3 separate regions of the Mus musculus genome follow, and all the other regions are linked to region 3. Evidence: chromatin contacts called from public HiChIP or PLAC-seq data. All regions are on one chromosome and are shown on one strand. The core of a region is the stretch at or near the end of the contact, and the rest is flanking DNA. Distances in the headings are between cores, read along the strand shown.

Region 1 (4,553 bases), core at 1,008-3,507, 1.2 Mb after region 3:
TGTCTGACCAGGCTTTCGTGTGTGTCTGGGTGTTTACATTTTGAGGCATTTTGTGTTGCTTTGTAACACATACTAATCAAAAAACCACTACGTACCTCAAGCTGGCCTTTAACTATTGGAAATCCAACCGCCTCAGTTTCCCAAGGGCTGGGACTCTAGGTATGTACTCTCATGGCCAGCTGGACAATAATTTTACTTTTTTTTTTTTTTTTTTTGGAGAAGTAGTCTAATGTAGTCTAAGGCTGGCTTAGAACTTGCTCTGTAGCGGAGGCTGCCCTTGAACTCTTGTTCTTCTTGCTTTCACCTCCCAAGTGCTGGGGTCGCACCATGTGCTACTGTACTCAACTAACATTTTAATACACAAGCAAGCCCACGTGGGCTCCTTAAAAGTGTCTGCTGGTATTGATGACAGGGACTTCTGATGTAAAAGGAGTGTCTTCCTTTTTTTTGTTGTTGCTTCTTGCTTTTTTGTTTTGTTATTTAGCAGTGGCCTTTTTGATACATTCGAAGGGAATACACACTGGCGTGCAACTCAGAGAAAGTGGCAGCATACGCACTTTCCCAGCCTGCCAGCTGGAGATCCAACCTTGTGTGGTAAGAAGCAAGTCCTTGCTACACACAGATCAATCTAAATCTGAAAAAAATAAACAAAAAACAAGAAACCAGCAAGTGACAGACACTGGACAATGCAGTGGCTGGAAGCCAGCTCTTCTTCCTTATACCCACCTGACATTATCACCCCCATTTAACCATTTCCTTCATCATAAGGCTATAAAAACCTAGGGCTCCCTTCCACCATCAAGACATTAAAAAAAAAAAAAGCCTGAATTTTGTGACATGTTGGAACTTTCTATGCCAGCCATGCAGGACTCTGTAATCACGGCTGTGCCCATTAACAGATGGTTCCTCAGAGGTGAAGGTGGCAACCAGATGGAACTTGGAGAGGGGTGGGGAGAGTCCACAGTGACACGACAGCCCTTTGCACTCCTCGGGTTCCACCCTACTCCGTCATCCTAAGGAAGTAGACACCTTAACCCTGTGTATCAAAACAACACTGCCAGCCACATGCTAAAAGTTATGAGGCCCAGTGGTTGGGGGTGGGGTCTGTGTGTGTGTGTGTGTGGGGGGGGTCACATAAGGGGAAGAAAAAAATTGTAGGGACAGACCTCAACCTACAGAGGGATGAACGTGAGTTTTAGTGAGCTTCCTCAGGAACCCAGAGAGCTGGCAACCAGGGAAGAGAACCTTAGCTCTACTGGACTGGGAAACAGGCTGCCACCGAAGGACAATGGTGACAAAAATCCAACAGGTCCCCAGCCCTGAAGAACACTCAAGACAAGGTCCATGGTGGGGGGAGAAGCCCTTCTTTCCCAGAACTTAGCACCACTTAGAGTTCTGACCCCTGGGTCTAGGTGGCTGGGATTTTTACCTTTGTTCACAGAGGCCAGAAGGAGTGAACTCTGCCTCACCAGCCTTCTCAGAGCCCAGCTACACACTTCCAACATCTGTTTCCTCCACCCTACCATGTCTGTGCTTCTGGGTCAAGGTGCTCTGTTCTCCAGACCCCTAGACACCCCTAGATGCTATGAACTAGCCTTCTCTCTAAGCCCCCAGGTAGTCTGGCGTCTGGGTAACCTGGACACTCCTAGAGGTCCATACCCCAGTCCTCTCTCTGCCATGAAATGCACTGGTCTCCTGTTCCAGATGTCCATGCCCCAGTCTTCTGTCTATCCCCAGGTGTTCTGGCCTCTGGTGGCGGACACCCCAACTGTCCATGTCCCAGCCCCCCCTGTGACCCCAGACGCTCTGCCCTAGGATGCTAGACATCCCAGATGTCCATGCCCCAGTCCTGTGACCCCAGGCTCTCTGCCTTTTAGTCCTGGACATCCTCCGGATGCCCATGTCCCTGTGCCCCAGGCGCTAAGCCCCTGGTGGGCGCCCCCTTTTCCTCCCCTTGCTGACGAAGGTTGGGGAGCGGCGGCTGCCAGGCCCACAGTGCGACGTGTCACAGGCCGGGCGGCTCCTCCCACGGCCGCGGCCACACCGGGGTCCGGCGGGCCGCGGGGTCCCAAGCCCGCCTGCGGCCGTTACCTTGTTAGTGGGCACCGAGCGCAGGCGCTTGAAGATGGCCAGGATGTCCTGCTTGCTGGGGTCCCCCATAGTCACTGAGAACTGAGGTGAAGCAGTCCCCGACAACCGGGAAGAGACAAGGAGTAGCGGTTGCCGCCTCCCGGAGACCGAGGGGCGGGGCTGCGCGTGACGACAAGCCCCGCCCCTGCCGCGCCCAGGCTCCGCCCACAAGCGGGCGCACGCGCCGTTCTCCTTCACTCGGTGAGGTCCCTCGGCGCCACTGGTTTCTCCGGGTTCCAATTTCGAAGTCGGGCGCGGCAGGCGCATGCGCGGACGCTCGGACAACTCCCACCCCTCCGCAAACCTTCCCCAGATCTCAGCGTTAGTTAGGGTCCTGCAGTGTGGGATAGGAACCCCAGGCTTTGCGCAGGGAGCATCGGGCTTACCCACCGGACTCACCAGCATACCGTTGCCGGCCCGTGGCCAGTCTCACACCTATCCCTCAGGATGGGAGAGCCAGCAGGTCTCATCCTCATGGATCCTGCATAGTAGTAGTGTGTGTTTGTACTCTTTCTCAGCTAAAGTCAAGCCCTGAGTGATAACCTACAGGAAACTGCTGTCCCATTTTTCTCTCTCCCATCTGGGAAACCCAGGCTGGCCTAGAGCACACTGTGTAGTCCAAGGCTGGACTTGAACTGGAGATATTCCTGTTTTAGCGTCTTGCTGCTCAGATTACAGGTCTGCACCAAGCCATACTGGCTTGATAATCTTGTAATTATAAAGTCTGTTCTGTTCACGGAGAGAGAGTGCTTGCCTGTAGGCAACAAGTTCTATCAGGGTCAGAACTGAGAAGTCTAGAAAGACCAGAAACAAGTCTGTGTTTAGTGCTTGGGGCTCCAGTTAAACCTTGGATAATATTAGTAGCTGGAAGGTTTGAGCTTGGGAGCAGGTGCCTCTTTTACAGCGGTCAGGGTGGAGCAGCTGGCAAACATGACCTTAGGTAGAGCATAATAGAAGAAAAACAGGTTTTGGTATCAAGTGCTAAGCCCCAGCTTCTGTCCCAGTTCAACTGGTTGCTTCCCAGCAGGGCTGCTGTAGGCACTTCCTAGCATTCACCTGTATGAAGGAGTTGGAGATGAAATATGTTGACCAGAGCAGCACTGCAGCTTCAGGGATGTTCTGAAAACGGTCTTGGTGTCAAGTTGGGACCTCATATAGGCTGTACAAGGACAGGAACTGGCACAAGACACACAAAGTTCTCAGCAGAGTGACAAAAGGGCAGGGAATAAGAGACAAAGACAGGAGATAGAGCAAGAGGAAGAAGTGAAAAGGAGGGAGAGGGGGACGGGTTATTTGCTCCAGAGGGACAAAGGACTGCTTCTGGATAGAGAAGAGACAGCCTTGGCGTATTGGCAAATGGCAGTTCATAAAGGTAAAAGAAGAAACCCCTTTAGGATAAGTTTATTTTATGGGGCATGCTAATTAGGTGAACCAAGGTAGGGGGTGGATTTTGATAGCTGGACCTTAGTATGTTAGCCTCAGGAAGTGGACAAATAGCGTAACAAACCTTGGTGGCTAGCTTTAGGAATGTAATCTAACGGTTCTTAGCAAGGAGAAAAAAAGAGGAAAGGCAAGGCCCGCCAGTGCCATGTTTGCCATCTCAGGCCTGGTAGATGCCTCAGGCTGTGTATTCATCAACCCAGAGCTGGGCCTTTTCCAAGGTTAGGAAATGTGCAGTCTTTAGGAACAGCATGTTGCTGCTGCAGACAACCCTCACCATTTGAATGATCTTCCTATCTTCGTTCAAAAAAAAATATATATATATATATGGATAGTTCATAGGAGTTAGGAAAACAGCTATACTGGTATAGTGATGTAACCTTTCTAATCTCTGGATTTGGGAAGTAGAAGCAGGAGGCTCAGGAATTCAAGGTCATCTTTGGTTACATAGTGAATTTAAGGCAGGCCTGAAGTACATAAGACCCTAGATAATTTTTTTTAAGGAAACCCTGACCCCCACCCTGTCTGCTGTTTAGGCTGGGATTGAAATGTGATGGATCCAAGGAAGTATCAGGATCAGAAACTAAAGCACCAGGCCACTTTGCCAGCTGTACACACGGTGCTGTTGAAGGGTCTCCATCTGTGACTCGGCCAGCCTCACTGAATGTTTAGGTTGTAGCTCTGATACCCTCCAACCCTTATCTGTCGGCTTTGCAAGTTTCATGGGGAAAATGCCTTAAAAGGCACTTTCACATTCACTTTGACTTGAAAAGGAAAAAGGATCATATCTGATGCATATGCCACAAACCTCATACATATTTATAAAATGCTTAAAAAACTCCAATGGAAGCCATTGTGCCTATACCCACAGCAGCACAGCCCACTTCAGTCTGTCTGGAGAGCTTGCTTTGACTACGTTGCTCAGTAAACTTCTGCTGAAATTGTTTCCTTCAGTTGAATTCTTCCCAGAACTGAACAGAGGG
Region 2 (4,588 bases), core at 1,195-3,694, 1.4 Mb after region 3:
CTAACATAAGTAGGCAATGCTGGTATCTATAGACTCTCAGTGCGGGCTTGGCCCAGAGAAGCACCGAGGAAATGTGCCACAGGGCCATGCTTATTCCTGTCACCTGAGCCTTCCGTCAGGATCATGTTCATTCCTGTCGCCTGAGCCTCCCGTTGCTCCTAACAATTGCCTCAGAAGGTGGCTGTGGAGGTAGAACAGAGGGTCTCAGCACCAGTTAACATGTGTTGTCCTGGGAGTATAACATATCCGCAGCAAGTGAAGTCACATGCTCTAATGTTTGCCATGCCATCTCTGTCTTTTCAGACAGGGTCTCACTGTGTAGCCCCAACTGGCCTGGAATTTGGAGAGATCTGCCTGCTTCTGCCTCCTGAGTGTTGAGATTAAAGGTGTTCATCTCTAAGCCTGGCACATGCTCGTGGAGGCTGGAAGAGGGCACAGGATCCCTTGAATCTCAAGTTACCAGCATTTTATGAGCCAGGGTCTTGCTTGGGGCCTGAAACTGGCTTCTACATGAGCAGTAAACACTCTTAATGGATGAGCCATCCCTGAGCCCCTAACATCAATTTCTTAGTATCTTTCATTTAAGGAACTCATCTTTTAAAAACATTTTCAAAGGGCTGAAGAGAGAGAGATGGCTCAGCAGTTAAGAGCTGTTCTTCTAGAGTACCCAGGTTAGATTCCCAGCACCCACAACACAAGACAGTAACAAACTGTTTCTAACTCAAAAATCCAAAAGGTCCAGTATCCCCTTCTGGCCCCTAGGGGCACTAGACATGCATGTCACACACAGACATACCTGCAAAATAACCATACATAAATCTTTAGCATTTAATAACTATTCTAGCAACTCAAACTCATCTAAAATCACAGTCCCTTACCCTACTGTGTATTTCTTTCTCTGACACATATCTTCAAATTTTTAAAAAATCTTTTTATGTGCATTGTATTTTAATTACATATATGTCAGTGTGAGGGTGCCAGATCTCCTGTAACTGGAGTTATAGACAGTTGTGAACTGTCATGTGAATGCTGAGAATTGAACCAGGATCCTCTGGAAGAACAGTCAGTGCTCTTAACCACTGAGCAATCTCTCCAGCCTCTCAAAAATTAAAAAAAAAAAAAAAATTATGTGGGGGCTGGTGAGATGGCTCAGCAGGTAAGAGCACTGACTGTTCTTCTGAAGGCCCTGAGGTCAAATTCCAGCAACCACATGGTGGCTCACAACCACCATTAATGAGATCTGACACCCTCTTCTGGTGTGTCTGAAGACAGCTACAGTGTACTTATTTATAATAATAAATAGATCCTTGGGCCAGAGCGAGCAGGGCCAACTGGAGCCAGCAGAGGTCCTAAATTCAATTTTCAACAACCATATGAAGGCTCACAACCATCTGTACAGCTACAGTGTACTCACATACATTAAATAAATAAATAAATCCTTTTTAAAAAATTTATGTGTGTGGCCAGGTGTGGTGGCACATGCCTTTGGTCTCAGCACTTGGTAGGCAGAGGCAAAAGGATCTCCGCGAGTTTGAGGCCAGTATGGTGTACAAAGCGAGTTCAAGATATACAGGGCTGTTACACAGAAAAACCTTGTCTAGAAAAAAACCAAAATAAAGCAATTTATGTGTTTGAATGTTTTGCCTGTTTATATGTTTTGTGCACATGGTGCACATACCTGATACCCGCAGAGGCCATAAAATAGCATCAGATCCCATGGAACTGGAGTTATGGATGGTTGTGAACCTACCACATGAGTGCTAGGAACCGAACCAAGATCCTCTAGCCCAACGCATTCATCTTTAATGTGATATGTTAACTCGGTGCATTAAGTGTGAAGTGTCTGTGTCGTCTAAGATGCAAACTCCCCTGGAGCAGGGATCCTCATTTTGTGCAGTGCGTCTAGAATACTATCAACGAGGACCAGATTGGGGACCAATAAGAACCAGACTGAGGAACCCTGAGACCCAGAAGGCGGGGTCCGGCGCTCGCTCCTCGGCTCACCGCCGGCTGCAGATGATGTAGCTTCTCCACGGCGGCCAGTGAAGCCACAAAGACGGCGGGCTGGCAATGCACTGTGCGGTCCAGGTCCTCCTGGGGCCCCCGCAGGCACAGCTCCAGCAGATCGTAGCCCAGTACCCGGTGCGCGGCCTCGTAGAGCTGCCGCACACGCGGGAGGTGGAGCAGGCCGCTGCCCATGCCGACCGCCTGGCAGCCCTGGCCGGGGAAGAGCAACACGGAGCACTGTGAAGGTGGCCGCCGCCGCGCCACCGCCTCCTGGGCTCCCTCCTCGGCCACGCTGGAGTCCCGCAGCAGCTCCGCCACGTCCACGGCGTCCGGCGGCGGCTCCCGGAGGCTCGAGGCGGCGCGGCGGCCCCAGGAGCGCCAGGCCCACCCGGCCCGAGCTACCCGAGCGCTCATTGCGACGCGCAGAGCCGGTGGTCGTTATCGCTGCGGCTGAGACGCACTGCGGCTGCGCAGCGGGGCGGTCCTTCCTGTATTTCCTGTCGGGTCATCTAGGCAGCCAGTAAAAAAACGTTCCTATGTTACCTACTCATCTTTACCAGCTCTCAAACTATTTGCAGTTGCATGTCGGTCCTGGAGTGGTCCGTGCGTTTCCTTAAACATCTCCAACCAGGAACCGCAGATAGCTTCCATAGTGAGCCTTCAATAGGTATCTACGTACTAAATTGTGCACCACCGTCCAGTAGACCGTGAAAGTGCTGTGGTTGGCTTGGTTTTGCCCATGATTCTGCCAACCGTACTAAGCAAATAGTTCTTGTTGCCTACAAAGCACAGCGAGGTGTCCAAATCATAATAGGAAGCTAGTAAATCTCCGTGCGGTGGAACCAAGTACAAGTCAGATTCGCTTTTTAAATTCCACAGTTTATAGCCGAGTGGTAGTGGCGCACCTTTAATTCCAGCATTTTGAAGGCAGAGGCAGGCGGATCTGAGTTCGAGGCCAGCATCGTCCACAGAGCAGTTCCAGGACAGCCAGGGCTACTCAGAGAAACCCTATCTCAACAAACAAACAAACAAACACATACACACACACACTCAAACAAACATACACACACACACTCAGAGAAGCTCTGTCTCAATAAATAAATAAATCCTCAGTTTACAAACAAGGAGACAAACGTCGTAAAGATTGTGTACTATATGGTTAGTCACAGAATGGCACTGGAAGTTGTGCTTATGCAGTCTCTGAGAGCTATTGTGAGTCTGGGTCACACTGATCCTTACCTGAGCCCTGCACCCCTTTTCCAGAACTCTGATCTGTTCTCATTTCCTGCCAGTCTCTGCTAAGGTGCCCAGGAAATCCATCCCCGCCCCCACCTCAATACTCACCACAGCCTTTACAATGAGAAGATCTATTTGGAGGTATGTCTCAGTTTGCTCTGGCTGGCATACCAATGCCATAGACTTAAGGGCTTAATAATCGAAATTATATGTCAGAGTTCTTGAGGCTGAAAAGTCCAAGATCAAGCTCAGCACTTGCAGATTCAGTGTCTGGAAAGAATCTGTTTCATGGCTTGCAGATAACTAACTCTTCTGTATCCAAACCCGGGTGCCCTAGCCCTAACTCTGTTAGTATACAGGCAGTTCCACTGGCCTTCACTCAGGGACCTAGCAACTGCTTACCTCATTACCGGCCTTAGCCAGCTGTGCCAGGTGTGTTACAGCCACCCCAGCTCTCTCCGTCTTTGCATTCCCTCTTTGTTCAGAATGTTTCCTCTTTCTCTTTCTGCTCCCCCATCTTTGCCTCCCTGTCTACATGGCGATTTCCCTGGCCTCGTTTTCTGAGACCGGTGAACCTGTTCGAGAGCTGCCCACAATAAACCAGCTTTTATACTTTTAATTGGGCTTGAGTTGGATTATTTCATCAGTGGGGAAAAACTATTAATATCCCCACATGATAGATGGGGGGGGTGTTTTCTAATAAGGGTATTCATCTAATTCATGAAGGTCCCACCTCTACTTAATCACCCTGACCCTCCAGGTGTCCTCTAGATTCCTCTAAATGCCTTCACCCTGGGGATTAAGGCTCAATATAGGAATTTGATGTATCAGAGAGGATGTGCCTCTCAGTACTCCACATCATCAAACATATTTCACTGAGTTTGAAGAAAATCAAATAAGTGTTTCAGGCTTTCAGGCTGTTCAGTCTTGTTTTCTTATTTTATGTTTTCACATGTGTGTGTGTGTGCATGTGTGTGTGTGTGTGTGTGTGTGTGTGTGTGTGAGAGAGAGAGAGAGAGAGAGAGAGAGAGAGAGAGAGAGAGAAATAGGTGGGTAGAACCTCACTATGTAGCCAGCCTAGAACTCACTATGTAGACTAGGCTGGCCTCCAACTCTTGGAGATCTGCCTGCCTCTGCCTCCTGTGTGATGTGGCCAAAGGTGCCCATCACACATGGCTACTTTTTATCTTTTTAAAAAAAGATTTATTGATTTATTGATTGATTGATATGGATACACTGTAGCTGAACATGGTTGTCAGCCTTCATGTGGTTGTTGGTAATTGAATTTTTAGGACCTCTGCTCACTCTGGTTGGCTCTGCTTGCTCCAGATGCACCAGAAGAGGG
Region 3 (4,219 bases), core at 1,327-3,826:
TGGAGTTCTTCAAGGACACCACAATGTGTATGTTTATGGGGATAACGTCTGCATTGGGGTGCCTCTGTGTGTGGATGGGGTTTGGGGGCCACAGGGCTTCCCCAAGAAAGGCCCCCATTTCTGTTTCTCACTTATATGCCTAAGACCGTGCAAAACTCCTCTTAGGGACTTAAGTTGTTTCTTAGGCACAAACAGCTCCACATTTAAGCACATAAGACTGAGGCAGCATGCAAAATGCCTTACATATGAGTGCTTGAAACAGGTCACCTCATGGGGTGGGTTTGAAAATTCTGTAACAATGTGTGGGAAATGCCTAACCAGGCATTAGGAGCAAAATAACAGTGGTAACACTAAAGAAGGTATTTTCCAGAAAAACAAAACAAAACAAACAAACAAACAACAAAACTCGTGTTTATACTTCGCTAATAATAGTATACAAGTTTGCTCACAAGCATAAGTAAAGAAGCAGCTGTATACGGACAATTTTACAGTTGTGTGCTGTGTGCCTGGCCTGACAGATGTTGCACAGGTGTCTGACAACCCTCAGAACCTGCCTCTTGCAGGCTTTTACTGCTGTGTGACATGTAATAGGGTGGCAGTCAGTGTTTATTCCATGCGTGTCTTTATTGCCGTGTTCTCTATTAGAGCAGAAGGGGCTAAGAAGAGTTGTCTTTGGACGGAGATCTGTTATAGAATAAGAATTTGGATAGGAAAGTATGCCTATGAACTACAAAGAGCTAGTCTCTCTTCCCTGTGTCCCTTGATGAGTTAGTTACGTGCTTACTGTTCAGTTAGCTTTGGGGAGGGGTTGGTGGTTGCTTTTATGGTGGTGAAGACAGAACCTTAGAGCTTACTGAGCTCCGTGCCCAGATCTCGTCCACTGACACTGAAAGCAGTGTGTGGCCGATTTTCCAAATCCCTTCTAACACACTTTCATTTCGCCTTTACTGTCACTCCGGGTCTGTATGGTATTTTTCTCCCAAGTTGTGATTTATATAAATGCAAAATAAAGACATGTTTGGAAATCAGCGGTGGTAGTACACACCTTTAATCCCAGCACCCAGGAAGCAGAGGCAGGAGGAACTCTGAGTTTGAGGCCAGCCTGGTCTACGGAGTAGGTTCTAGGACAGCCAGATACAGTAACAGAGACACCCTATCTCAAAAAAAGAAAACAGATAAAACCAACCAAACAAACAAACAGAAAATAAATGGCTAGAAGCCAGGCGTGGTGACACATGTGTGTAATGTTTGTACTCAGGAGGTGGGACGGGAGCCTTCAGGGTCCTCTTCAGCTCCATAAGGAGTTCAGAAAGAGCCTGGGGTCCATGAGACTGGATCTCAGTACCCTACACACACCAAGAACGGGGGTGTCACATGTTACTGTTATGTTAGCCACATAAAAGTAATATAAATTAACAGGGCCAGTTGTAATCACCTTCTATAAATTTAAATAAAGCATACATATGATTTCTAAATAGAAAATACAATTTTCTTTTAGACATGAATAGTGTAATGGCTTTTTAAAAATTATTTAAATGATTTCTGTATGTGGGGGGACACGGGTCAGTTCTCCCCTCCACCACAGGCATTCCAAGGATCAGCTCAGGTCACCAGGCTTTGTGACAGACTTCCTCATTCACCAGGCCATCTTGCTGGCCCTCCTTTATTCCTTTAACTTTTAAACAAGAGATTTATTTTATGGGTATGAGTGTTTTTCCTGCATATAAGTGCACTGCATGTATGTGTGTGCACCGTGTCCATACCTGTTACCCACAGAGGCGGGTACATCTTGAGACTGGAGTTGCAGGTTATGAGCCACCATGTAGGTGCTGCGAATCAGACCCAGGAAACATCCTTTGAAAGAGCAAGCAGCCTGTGTGCTCAGCCACTGAGGCATCTCTCCAGCCCTCGTTGGTTGCTGCTGTGTGCCTCAGCCTCTTGAATGCCGGAATGGTGCACATGGGTCATCACAGCTGGCTCTGATGTCTTCTGCTTGTGGAACCTGGGACTCTGGGTGTTAGTCAGCTGCTATACCGCTAAGCTATCTCCAGCCTAGGTTCTTCTAAATGGAACCTTGTGTTCAGGAGCTCTCAGATAGCTGGACGAGAGGTGTCGAGTCCTTGGCGAAAGCCTTTAAGTAGGATGGTGAGCCAGCATAGAGAAAGAATAAAGGTGATCTTAGCAGAAAGGACATGGTGGTCTTACTCTGAGAATGACTCACCAACCCCAAACTGGTGCAGAAAGAGAAGTGGGTATCTTTGAAGGCTAGGTGAGTGGGAAGTGAAAGAAAGCTGTGGGTGTTGGAGGGCTCAGGACTGGGCAGGGCCGAGAAATGGCTCAGAGGACCAAAATTCAGTTCCAAGCACCTACAACCATCTGTAACTAACTTGAGCTCAAGGGGGAATCTAACTGGTCCCCTGGAGCACCCACATAAGCTGGACAGACAGATGTTCACGCTTCTTAAATAAAGAGAGAACAATTTGCAAGAAGGGCTGAAATGTGGTTTGTAGCTGGCAGGTGGCTCAGCAGTTCAGAGCACTTGCTGGTCTGTAGAGGGCCTGCGTTCAGTGGCCTGCACTAGGAGGCAGCGCACAACCATTTGTAACTCTAGTTCCAGGCGTCTTGTTTGAACAATGGCTGTGCAGGTCAGATGGTGATTGGTGTCTGACAGAAGACTAGTTGAATTGAAAACAGGGTGTGGGGTGGAGTGATAAGGTGCCATAGAGAGAAGCTTTGAAACAGTCAGTCTTAGGGTGAACCTGTGGCAGAGAAGAAAACCTGTGGAAAGTCCTATTGAAAATAGCTCTTCTGGGTGAGACAGTTGAACGGGCTCCAGCCTTGGGCTATGGAGACTGGAGAAGTCAGTACTTCATTCCCTCCCCACCCCCCCTCCCCACCCCTCCCACCCCGAACTGCAGAGGTGCCTTCTGGGTGCCTGGGAAAGGAGGAGAGAGCCGGACAGAGAGAACTAGGAGGCCACATTGAGTTGCTCTAGGTTTCTTGTGTGCTTTTTCTCTTGGGGGTGGGGTGTAGGCATGTGAATGTGCTGATAGTGGAAGCCAGAGCAAAGCATGTAGCCTTGGCGGCATGGTAAACGCCAAGTTATATGGTAAGTTATAGAGTAACTTACTGAACTGGGGGTCAGCTGTGAGTCATAAGCACACTCAGCCACGCCCGGCTTTTTGTATGAGTGCTGGGGATTTGAACTCAGGTTCTCATATTCACAGAGCAAACACTCTTACACACTGAACCAGGCCACCGCCTCCTTCTCCTTCTCCTCCTCTTCTATCTCCTCATCTTCCTCCTCCTTATCATCTTCTTCCTCCTTCTCCTCCTCCTCCTCTTGTTTTTTCAAGACAGGGTTTCTCTGTCTAGCTCTGGCTATGGTGAAACTGCGGATCAGGCTGGCCTCTGCTTCCTAAGCACTGGGATTAAAGGTGTGCACCACCACCATCCGGTCTATTTTCTAAATTTGTTTATAATAAATATATTATTCCTTTCATGATTTTAAAAATTGTCTAGAGCTGGCAAGATGCCTTAGCAGGTAAAGGCACTTGTCACCAAGGCTGATGGCCCGCGTCCCATCACTAGAGCACACACGGCGGGAAGAGAAAACTGACTCACCCCTACCTCTTTATACATGTGCCTTGGTATACACAAGCTCCCCCTGCCCCGTAAATAAATATAACTCAAAAATAAAACATATTATCTAACAACATTCATAATAAATATAAAGTGTAAGAATAACATTGTACTAATGTCTCAACGAATTAATAAAATATGTATTGAAAAAATAAGTAGTGGGGCTTGCAGAGGACACCCCAGCCACATGGCAGCTAGTAAAACAGTCTGTAACTCCAGGGGATCCAGCGCCCTCTTCTGTCCTCTGTGGGTACTGCATGTACGTGGTGCTCAGACACATTCAGGGAAAACCCCCATACAATAAGAATAAGTGACCTTTGCTCTGTGCAGTCACTCACTGTAGTCTAAGGTCTGAGGAGACCAGCTTTGGCAGTATGGTAAACCCTGAGTTATGTGGTAAGTTATACAGTAAGACCCTGGCTAAACTCTTCATCCTACCCCACCCTCACTCCCCTAAACAGAGTAATGACCTCTGTAAACCAGTTCTTCTCTTACCTCTCTGGGCTAGACAACAAATACCCATAGGACTATTAGCTGACTGTGTCATTTGAACACATTGTTACTCCATCTGGGGCGC

What was found. HiChIP or PLAC-seq counts read pairs in DNA pulled down with a chosen protein or histone mark.
Region 1: a FOXA1 HiChIP or PLAC-seq map of pancreatic cancer cells shows a contact between it and region 3. The contact joins the promoter of Arfgap3 here to the enhancer-like site in region 3. A contact is called at or near these places in 7 of 39 promoter capture datasets (the 3T3-L1 cell line, the HPC-7 cell line, hematopoietic stem and progenitor cells and 4 more) and 1 of 115 datasets of contacts at active chromatin or transcription factors (pancreatic cancer cells).
Region 2: a FOXA1 HiChIP or PLAC-seq map of pancreatic cancer cells shows a contact between it and region 3. The contact joins the promoter of Mcat here to the enhancer-like site in region 3. A contact is called at or near these places in 6 of 39 promoter capture datasets (the 3T3-L1 cell line, the C10 cell line, hippocampal neurons and 3 more) and 2 of 115 datasets of contacts at active chromatin or transcription factors (embryonic forebrain and pancreatic cancer cells).

Annotation. Positions count from the first base shown.
Region 1 is chr15:83,347,990-83,352,542 of GRCm38.p6, forward strand. It overlaps Arfgap3 (ADP-ribosylation factor GTPase activating protein 3), which reads right to left and starts at 2,258. Exons shown (of 16, transcript NM_001357756.1): 1 at 2,092-2,258. The coding sequence starts at 2,160.
Region 2 is chr15:83,553,267-83,557,854 of GRCm38.p6, forward strand. It overlaps Mcat (malonyl CoA:ACP acyltransferase (mitochondrial)), which reads right to left and starts at 2,445. Exons shown (of 4, transcript NM_001030014.2): 1 at 2,005-2,445. The coding sequence starts at 2,421.
Region 3 is chr15:82,161,610-82,165,828 of GRCm38.p6, forward strand. All of the region lies in intron 1 of Srebf2 (sterol regulatory element binding factor 2), which reads left to right. Among named protein-coding and RNA genes, the nearest start is that of Srebf2, 16 kb to the left of the region's middle. Within about 2 kb of position 2,577, at least 150 of the 459 cell types and tissues checked have an H3K27ac peak or open chromatin away from gene starts, as enhancers often do. A contact at or near this core is called in the HPC-7 cell line, hematopoietic stem and progenitor cells, liver and 3 more, where this site is marked.